Regions from separate parts of the Nothobranchius furzeri genome. Here region 2 is linked to region 1. The links are chromatin contacts, called in public Micro-C maps. All regions are on one chromosome and are shown on one strand. The core of a region is the stretch at or near the end of the contact, and the rest is flanking DNA. Distances in the headings are between cores, read along the strand shown.

The links. Hi-C and Micro-C count contacts between places; a contact is called where the count stands out from the background.
Region 2: a contact with region 1 is called in a Micro-C map of tail fin, with 5 times the contacts expected there. The contact joins two enhancer-like sites. A contact is called at or near these places in 2 of 2 Hi-C or Micro-C datasets (skeletal muscle and tail fin).

The regions. Positions count from the first base shown.
Region 1 is chr12:53,224,488-53,229,680 of NfurGRZ-RIMD1, forward strand. No RefSeq gene overlaps it. Among protein-coding and RNA genes, the nearest start is that of LOC139062285, 12 kb to the right of the region's middle. Within about 2 kb of position 3,909, at least 2 of the 3 cell types and tissues checked have an H3K27ac peak or open chromatin away from gene starts, as enhancers often do. A contact at or near this core is called in tail fin, where this site is marked.
Region 2 is chr12:53,414,137-53,419,418 of NfurGRZ-RIMD1, forward strand. No RefSeq gene overlaps it. Among protein-coding and RNA genes, the nearest start is that of spag9a, 63 kb to the right of the region's middle. Within about 2 kb of position 3,980, at least 2 of the 3 cell types and tissues checked have an H3K27ac peak or open chromatin away from gene starts, as enhancers often do. A contact at or near this core is called in tail fin, where this site is marked.

The DNA.
Region 1 (5,193 bases), core at 2,659-5,158:
CATTTTCCCACTGCTCAGTGCACACATTTGTGTTCTCAGCAGTGTGACAGAGGTTACAGATATCTAAATCAATCATCTATCTGTGTTAGAAATTAGACAGATTTTTGAAAGGCACCACTAATTTGTAAGTTACATTCATTAAAAAATGAGAGATTTGCTTAAAAACATGTATTTCGATGCATCATTTTGGATCCAAGCATTTCGAATCTCCTAAATGTGTTTGATCTTTTACCCGTTCTTTACTGAGACTCCTGAGTTTGTCTCTGGAGATGGAGGAAGTGAAAGGAAGCAACTGAAGGGCAATCAGAAAAGGTAAAAGCAAGGAAGAAAGGAAAGTAAAAGCAGTGGCGGTTTTACCAGTAGGCATAGGTCGGCGGTTACCTGGGGTCCCCATTATGTTGGGGCCCCCTAGCCCTGACTGCTGGAACCCCTCTGTTAATGCTACAATGGACTATTCCTTTAAGATGCCGATGCACAAATAGGAAGTGATTGGTAGTCATTCCAGTCCAATCCAGTTGGTGGCAGTAATGCACCGAATTGTTGTTTGCCAAGTGCCATAAGACCACAAATAAGAAGAAGAAGAGAAAGCAGAAAAAGAAGAAGAGAGGCGGGAGCGTTCGTCACAAACTCAAAGCAGTAATCAAAACATTAAGCACGAAATGGAGTTATCTTAGTGGCTCCAGTAAGAGAAAGAAGCAGCTTGCTTTGAAAAAGCTTTTATCTTCCCTTCCGAAAGTGATGTTGTTTTTCTATGTAAACATCAAAGGAAGCAGAAAAGGAAAGACAATGGAAAATGTTTAAAGGGAGGAAAACATAGACCAAAATGAAAATAGAAGAAAAAAAGAAAGGCAAAAGCGCAGGAGCACTGACAGGAAGAAGAAAGCAGAGCAAATATTGAAGGCACTCAAAGGGAGAGAAAGACAGGAAGAAAGAGGAGGACTAGTAAAAAGTGAAAATAACTCATGTCAGAGGAGGGTAGAGTTTCGCAAATCCAGATAAAGATAAGATTGTCAAAAAATTAGTGTAAAGGGGCCCCATGTCTGTGTTCACCTTGGGCCCCCAAATTGCTAAATCTGCCACTGAATGAAAGGACGTCATAAAGCAAAAGGGGGTATGTGAATTCTGGAATAAGATGAAGGCAGAGAGGTCGTAACAGTTGAAAAACGTGCAAATATTCTGGATCACGAAATCCCTCTTTGGGGGATACTTCCTCCTCTATTTAACTAAAAATAGTCCTGCTGAACATGACAAAAGGAATCTGGGGGACTGTTGCCTGGCTTTCCTCCAACACATACATCCCTCCTTCAACTGATCACACATACATATTAGGGGTGGGACATTAACGCAATCATTAGGATTAATTTATTAGAAAAAAATAAAAGCGTAAAAAATTACCACTCTAACCTGAGCTAAAAAAGTTCAACATAAAAATTTACGTCGTATATTCCAATAAACATAATCAAGCTGCAAAAATGCGACAACTTAAACTACAACCATGACAGATTGTGCTTCGTGAGGAAAAGAAAGACAATTAATGACCTACAGCACCTTTATATTTAACTAGTGCATCCTGGTACCTCAACATGTGACTCTTTACATTTGTATGATGTTCACTTTAAATTTCAGTATGTACTGTATTTTGATTTGTCTTATGTTTACATTATTATTTAACATTTTTGCACCTTAAACTGGCTGTGTGTGAAAGGTGTGTGTGTGAGAGAGACAGAGAGAGCGTGACTTCTATTTTAGTGTTGTTATTTTACTTTCTTATATTTTACTACCTCTTACGTGAGCTGTCTTTAGTGAGCGTGAAGCCAATTTCGTTGTACACCTGTGCAATGACAATAAACTATCTGTAATCTTGAAAATAATCAACCTTTTTACAGCTATGATTTCTAGTTGGTAGAAAGCAGGAAGGCGGTGACTTCATCCATTTGAACTTTATTACAGCAGGAGGGGCAAGCATACATGCAGCATTCATCTTGTAACTCTCAGCAGAACTTCCCTTGAACTTGTAGCGTTATGGATTTATGCTCTTTTATGAAAGAGAAACCATGCTACGTATTAATTCGGAATATTAATTTTAATAAATCAATAACCAAATTTTATATTGTTCAGAAGACTCAAAGGTTGTTTTCATCCATAAACTGCCGATAATATCTGAGTGTCTGTGTTTCAGTTCAATGAGGAAACAAGTTTGAAGGATTAAAAGTTTTAATTCTTCAAATTAAACTAATGATTTTGAAAATCGACAAACAGGAAATAACAATCACATTGGCAACTTTTTGGGACAATCTTTTAACAGTTTATATGCTGTTCTTGCTCAAATAGACCTTCTGGTGAACTTATAAGATTGAGAATGTTGTGATTTGTGAGATTGATATGAGGTGCGATGGATGCTTGTGTGCATCTGATTTTGCTTCAGGAAGAAACAGGGGTCTGAGTGAAAAGTGATGGTTTGAATAAACTTAGGAAAACCCATATTTCCTCACGTTACAAACTCTACACTACACCTCTATATATTTTAGCAGCTCTGCTGCCACCTAATGTTCAGTTAAGTACACAACTTTTACAATGCTCCATGTCCATTTACACTTGTGCAGTATAATTAAACTGCCCAACAAATCCAACAATGGTTACCTTTATAATGAGACCAAAGTAATCAAATAGACCTTGTGATTACAGAAATACTCATTACAGGGGGGCGGCAGTAGCTCAGGAGGTAGAGCGGGTTGTCCAGTAATGGGAAAATCACAGGTTTGATCCTGGCTCCGACCAGAGAATGCTGCTGTTGTGTCCTTGGGCAAGACACTTAACCCGCCTTGCCTGCAGGTGGTGGACGGAGGGACAGGTGGTGTCTGTGTTCGGCAGGCCTTTCCTCTGTCAATGCGCCCCAGGGCAGCCGTGGCTACATTATAGCTCATCCCTACCAGCAGGTGAATGTGTGTGTGTGAATGGGTAAATGGCTGATTGTGCTGTGAAGTGCCTTGGGGGGTTGTAGAACCCTGGGAAGGTGCTATGCAAATACAGGCCATGTAAAGTGTGGGTGTGTCATCTGTGCCACACTGACATTATTTGCAATAAAAAAAGGGTTTGGGGAAAATTGTCTTAAATGAGTAAAATGTGATTCTTCAAGATTTAAATAATTACAAATAATTTGATTAATTGGATAACTTTTTTATTGCGTCCCACCCCCTAATCTATACTACTATGTATATGTGTGTGTGTGTGTGTGTGTGTGTGTGTGTATATATATATGTATACACACACACACACACACACACACACACACACACATATATATATATATATATATATATATATATATATATATATATTAGTAAGGAAAACATACATTTATCATAAGAAAACCTATATAATCTCACAGAAAGGACAATTTCTCCTGCATTTTAGTTTATATCCTTGACAGACAAACCAAACACACTTTCTGGGGTCAAGCTATAATATGCACGTCATGGGAAATATAGCTTTTCAGCAAACATAATCAACATCTGTAACCTTTCAGTGACTTTATTCAGTGAGTGCGTTGATTTCCAGACAATGCCCGAGGCTTCTGGTTTGTGAAGTTTGAAATCCGCTGCTGCAAAAAGAAGAGAGGCTGTTTAATGTCACACCACTAGTCTGTTTCTTTATTCACGTCACACACACACACACACACACACACACACACACACACACACACACACACACACACACACACACACACACACACACACACACACACACACACACACACACACACACACTGTTACATTGCACATAATGTCAGAGATTTTGTTGACAGCGTCATTGCCGAAAAACTTTGAATTCAGCGTTTTCCTCTCTTTGAACTCGGCTGTGACTTAGAGAGGCACTAAAGCCCATCATGGAGGGGAGGAGCCAAACACAGAGACAGAAGGAGGGGGCTAAGGTGCTGGAGGGACAAAATGTTCCAATTCAACTCAGACATCACAAAGAGTTAGTTGACGATTTGACTGGGGGGGGGGGGGGGGGGGGGGGGGGCTCAGGGAGCATTGTCCCAGAGAGGCAGAGTGGCTGCAGAGATCAGCTGCTATCTGGAGAGGAAACAAGGAGCGTCGGGCTGCAGTGGGTGTGACTGATTAGATGTGCAGAGGGAGGAAACTTCGGCGCAACTGGGAAGGATGCAGGAGCTTTACGGGACAATGAAACTTTAAATTTAAAGGGACAGAAGAACGTGACAGATGACCTTCCTACACTAAAGCTCACAAGTCTGAAGGAGTGTGAAAGTTTAAATTCAGAGTTTTGACATGTTAAAATGAAAAAAATAAAAACACAAAAGAGATTTGATTTAATTAAAGTGCCAAAAAACATGTGAATCAGTGTAAGTAACTGTCTTCCTGCAGAGATTACACTGTCTGAGTTGCTGAGACACCTGGGGGACCAGAGGATGAATGTCTGCTAAAATGCTATAAAAGTCTGCAGACACTGGGGGGAGTATCAGACTGCTGCTGCTCAGAATGAGTCAAATAGACAGTTTGACACCTGTTTAAATGCAGAGAAATGATCAGTAACAACATTCACTTTTCCTGTTTAAAAATGATGGTATTTATTCTTGTTCTGATGATAAAACAATGCTAAATCTCCGCTTTACAAGTAATTGTTGTAAATTACTCTTAGCTACTAACACGACAAATTTCAGCTCAAAACTGAATGGTTAAAAGCCCCTTTTGTGTTTGCTAAGCTCACCATATTCAAAAGTGTTGGATCAAAAATGATGTTTGTGCATAAAATATGCTGCACACCCAAAACAGTGCACATGATTGCTGTGGAGTTTTGTGCAAAACTATAAGCTTCAAGCACAGAGAGCCTGGTTCGTTAACTAGGCTATGTAATGCTGTTAGCTTTAGCATTGGAAACATATGCTTAAAAAATTTGATGCAAGCAAATCTTAGAAGTAGGAAAACAAGAAAGAGTGGCAGCGAGGGGAACATGAGATCGGCATGATCCAACCATGTGGAGAATCCAGTGTGCAGCAGCTCCATCTCCAAACCGAGTGCTTAGGCTCAGAGGAGAGGTTTGATGTGTGTCACAGTGCACTGCAGTCAAAGTTCGACCAAACCAAACTGAGCAGGATTCTTTCTGCACATTTTTAAACTCACAGTTGTTTTTGTAGAGTATGCGTTACACACAAGTTATTCACAGAGCTCTGCC
Region 2 (5,282 bases), core at 2,730-5,229, 190 kb after region 1:
TGAGGCTGTTCCAGCCTACTGCAGGTCTCCTGTTCACTCTTGTGCAGAATGTCAGATGATGAAAAGTTTCCATCGTTTAAAAAAAAAAGAGTACAGATGGCCTAAAAAAGCCTAAAAGTGCCACTTGAGAAATAAAATAACGCCACCAGCTTCAATGAATCATGCAATTTAAGGGTAAAAACGAGTGAGTCATGAGACTAAAAAAATCATCCAGTTGCTGCTTAAACCTAAATCACAAATGCTGCAAAGAGAGGAGGGGAAGAGCAGGGAGAAAGAGGGGGACGGGCTCTACGTCACTGATGGTGGAGAAACCAGAGCTCTGGGGTGGAGCAGAATAAATAAAGGAACGAGGACGGAGGTAATTGAATCTACATCCTCCCAATAGCTGTTGGCTTTACTGTCTGTGGTGCTCTTCTGGGCGGTGATGTCACTCCGACTGCAGCGTGGCTCGCCCACCTCAAGGTGGACATAAACAGAGCACCTAGCTCGCCCATACTGCAGGGAATTAATTATTTAGCATGCAGCATATATGTATCTGTACTTTTATTCATAAAGATGCTGAATAATTCAGACATCGTGGCTGAGCGGTAAAAACTCTGAGTTCTTAAGCTGCAGCATCATCTAATTGATTTGAGAGACAAACAAGACTCCTAAAGGGAAAAGTTTTTGTTTCCTGAGTTGATGATTTAAAACTTACTAAAAATAAAACGGGGGGGGGGGGGGTTACACCAAACCATGTCCCCGTTTTCAACCCCAGTTCATTTCCCTCAGCACTTACGTCCTTTAATATAAATAGACTCATGCAGCAACACAAGCCAGCCCATATCATCTCCCGCTCTCGTTTTTTTCAGCTGTGATCAGGCCTCACCTGGCGTTTCATTTATGGCGTACACAGCAGGCTCTGAGAGACGTGCCCTGATGCTTCGCTGTATTGGATCTGAAAATGCTTAGCCCAGCTCATCAAAGGAAAATGCTGCAATACTTCAATGGGAGGCCAAGGACGCTCTCCCTATGACTGGAGGAGGCTTTTAAATCACGGGAGGTGAACAGCGTGTACTGCTCCGCTCGCGGGCTGCACGTCTCATCTGTCAGGTGGCTGCACAAAGCTGACAACACAGAACCGGACTCCTCCACTAAAAAAGAAACGAAACGCATCTGACTACATTAATCGTCTGGAACATTTCGGCATGCACAAAAAAATACGCTTTGAGACCCGGTCATCTCTCAAACCGTGCAACGTTGCAATTCTGATCATTTTTATCATGTATTGCTTCATGTTAGACTGAAAAGCTTTGAGGAGATGGTTAAATCACACATGGTTCACTTCAGTTCAGCTCCTGATGTCATTAAACAATCTCACATCCACAAAAGAATGAAATGCAACACTTTAACCAAATTATCCCACGTATAGTCCATAAGAACGCGAGACAGGGTGAGGAGCTCGGACTTCCATGAGCCGCTGCTTTTCCATGTCAAGAGGAGCCAGCTGAGGTGGCGTTTGGTCAAAATATCTCTTCAGCGCTTCTACGAGGAAGTGTTTTGGATGTGTCCTGATAACAGGAGGCCCCCGGGTCGACCCAGGACACGTTGGGTGGATTATATCTTTCCGTTAGCCAGGAAACACCTAGGGATCCTGCTGGTGGAGCTGGTGCACGGTGCCACCTCCACGACCTGGAAAATTATGAGCTGAGGAATGGATGAATCTCAAGTGTAATTCAAATAAGTTTTATACGAACCTTTTATTTCATCAGTTTATGACAGATTGTGCAAACGAAGACAACTGGACTTCTTGGACTCTTGAATGTGTTTCCATCTGAGATTTGTCAATTCCGACTGGAATTTGGGAGGGTCAAGCTTATGGTAAATGGCCTGTATTTGATATAGCACCTTCTAGAGTCCTGGAACCCCCCAAGGCGCTTTACAGCACAATCAGTCATTCACACCGAGGTGTTGATGAGCTACATTGTAGCCACAGCTGCCCTGGGGCACACTGACAGAAACCGTGGCTGTCTATTGTTGCTTAACGAGCAGAAACTACTTATGAAGACCCCTCCTCCCTATCCCCTGGGGAGTTGTCGGTGTCGTTAGGCCTTATTGTGTGTGAATGGTCTGGGTTTTAGTTCAAATACATCTAAGCTTGTCTTTGTAAAAATTTGCAACACATGTAGGATGGACGGCTCATTAAAGATAGACTGTTTCATGTTGAAAAGGGTTCTGTTTACTATGGATTTGTTGCTGTATTTTGAACTAGCCTGTAGTGCCCGTGTACGTGTGGCTATAGGGGTAAAACGCTGGCTTAACCGTTTTGTGTAGGAGGAAAACAAGAAGTCTTAACAGCATGAATGGTCCTCATGGTTCTACAGAGGAGAGCAGGTCAATGCCACCAATGTGTAACATTCCCATACTAGCTGCTTCTGCACAACAACACCCCCGCTTTTTGTTTACAGGTTGTTTACAGAAGATGAACGTCTTCCTCGCTCCTCACAGCAATCACATATTTTTCACTCCGGGGTCATGAGCAGAGCCTTCTCTCGTTGACACCACCCCACACTCTCCACCTCCTTGGTTTTCAAGACTGCTTGGATTTCTTCTTCATTTAGCTTGCGCCAAGCCTCATTCACCTCAACCTTGTGGCACTTGGTGCTCCGTTGCAAAGTAAGTCAAGCAAAAGTGTTGAATTTCACAGCATAAACCAGTGAGAATGCAATAAATGTTGTCTAAGGAGGAGAAATGTTGATAATGGACTGCCTCTGAAAAAAGCAAAGCACTTAAGCTTATTTTATTGGTTGAAAACCATTATTGGATGTCACAATATCAATGTCAAAATAACAGATTTGACTAATTTCCTGTTAACATAAACTTGGACATACGTTAAGGTCATTGCAGTCAACAAGCAAACAAGAGTTTATTTGGAAAACAAACGGATGGTGCAGAGAAAACGGTGGATAAGCAGTTCTGGAGCTGAAAAAGCTCCAGTTCAGACAGCAATGACGAATGAAGAGACCAAAGACAGAACAGTTCTGTCAGGCATGAATCAGGTGATCTCTAGAGTTGATGAAAAATCCATTTTACTGGATCAAGTCGTATTTTGACAAATTAAATAAAGAAAACTGCTCATTTTTCATCTGTTGCACGAGAAGAACAAGAAGCACAGAATGTCCCTAAAGCCTTTTGAATGTAAATTGTGACTTTTGAACAGGCATCTCCATCAGGAGCATCAAGAGCCCTCCGCTCAGCTGATGGGGAATTGTTGGTGGTTCCGCGTTCCCGGTGTAGGTCACGGGGGGATCGCGCACTCTCAGTGTTGGCACCGAGGCTGTGGAATGAACTGCCTTAAACCGTGCTCCAGTCACCCTCATTGCTGATTTTTAAGTCGTCTGAATACGTATTTTTATGTTATGGCTTTCCAGCGGCAGATGTAGCGTGGCTTCACTGTCCACCATGCAGTGTGGTCTTCTTATTGTGTTTAATGTTTTTTTTACAGTTTTTTACGTGTGTTTCTTATTATCTTCTCGTATTGTTCAGCAACTTGGGCATCCGATAAGGTTGCGGAAGGGGCTTTATAAATAAAGTGAAATGAAAATGAAATAGATGTAAACAACTAAAACTCAGTGTGTGTGTGTGCGTCACGACAAAAATCTGTTAAAGCATTAGTTTTAGTATTCAAATATTTCTCAAAGGCTTTTTAAATTATTAAACTCTAATTTTAACATGCTTTCCTAATCATCCATTCACAGATTTTGTATTTTTTTCTTAAATACAAAGCTGGAATTGACTCTTTTTTTGCTCGTATCCCTGGCATTTGTTTCACAAGTCCATCATCTGGACCGCCATGCTCCATCTCTGACGTCAGGAAGCTTTTTAATGTGAGCATGCAAGCATCACTGTCAGCTCCTGCGTGGCTGTGAGGAGGATGTGGGGGGGCGGAAGTGGGAGGTGGGCCTTACGCTGTGATGTCATGGAGGCTGATGTGTGTGGGGATGCTTGCATCAACAAGTCCTCCTACAGCTGATCAACACACAGGCTCAGTTTGCTGTTTCATCCCTCTCATTTACAGGTGATCAGACATGAAAAGCGCTCCTAGAGAGGCTGATTTAGGTCTAGAGCAACCTCGTCTATCATGGATGCTTTAATAATTCTACAGGTGACAGGTGGTCTGTGATTTTGGAGTCACAAAAATACTTAAATTTGTGTTAGTGTGAGACTGCTGCTGTGAATTTCTGTTTTTATAGAAGTGACTGTAGCTGATTGATCAAAACTACATAAACACACAGCACCATCTGCTGGTAGAAAGGGATAAAAACAAACGCTGACTTTATTAAACTAAAGTTTTCTTAAATCTGCACAAAGCAAACAGATAAACAAGAGTTCCTAAAGAAAGAGGGCTAGTTGTAAACAATTAATATCTTATCTGTTGTAGACCTACAACCTCAGTTTGTAGAAACATGAGACGGCAACCCTTAGAAACTGAAATAATGGAAGAAGAAGAAGAAGAAAATATCATTCTATAGCGCCTCTCAAGATAAAAATCACGAGGCGCTTCACAAAAACAAAAAATGTAAAAATATAAAAAGCATTTAGAAAATGTTTAAAAATATATTTAAATGAGCAAAAATAGACAATTGGGATTTAAAAGAAAAAATGTAAAGAAAGAGAGAGTGAATAGGAAAGAGGGAAATCAGTGGATCCTGAGGAAGGTGGAATAGGTGGGGAGAGCAGAATAAAGAGAGAGTGGTGAAGGTCATACAAAAGCCAGCTTGAACAAGTGAGTCTTCAGCTGCTTTTTGAAGGAGTTCACTGAGTCCACTGATCTCAGGCTCAGGGGGAGAGAGTTCCAGAGTCTGGGGGCCACAGCAGCAAATGATCTGTCGCCTTTGGTCTTTAGCCTGGTGCTGCACAACCAGTAGGCTTTGATCACTGGACCTCAGGGACCTGCTGGGGGTGTAGGGACTAAGAAGATCACCAATGTAAGATGGTGCTTGTCCATGTAAGGCCCTATAGACCAGAACCAGGATCTTGAAATGAACCCTGAAGTTGACTGGCAGCCAGTGAAGCTAGAGGAGAAGCGGGGTGATGTTTGTGTGTTTGGAGGACTTGGTCAGAAGCCGAGCACAGGCATTCTGAACCACCTGTAGACGGTTCAGGGAGGTTCTGCTCAGACACGTGAAAAGAGAGTTACAGTAGTCTAAGCGTGAGGAGATGAAGGTGTGGAGAACTGTCTCAAGTTCAGAGCGAGATAGAATGGGACTCAGCGTAGCAATGTTCCTGAGATGGAAGAAGGA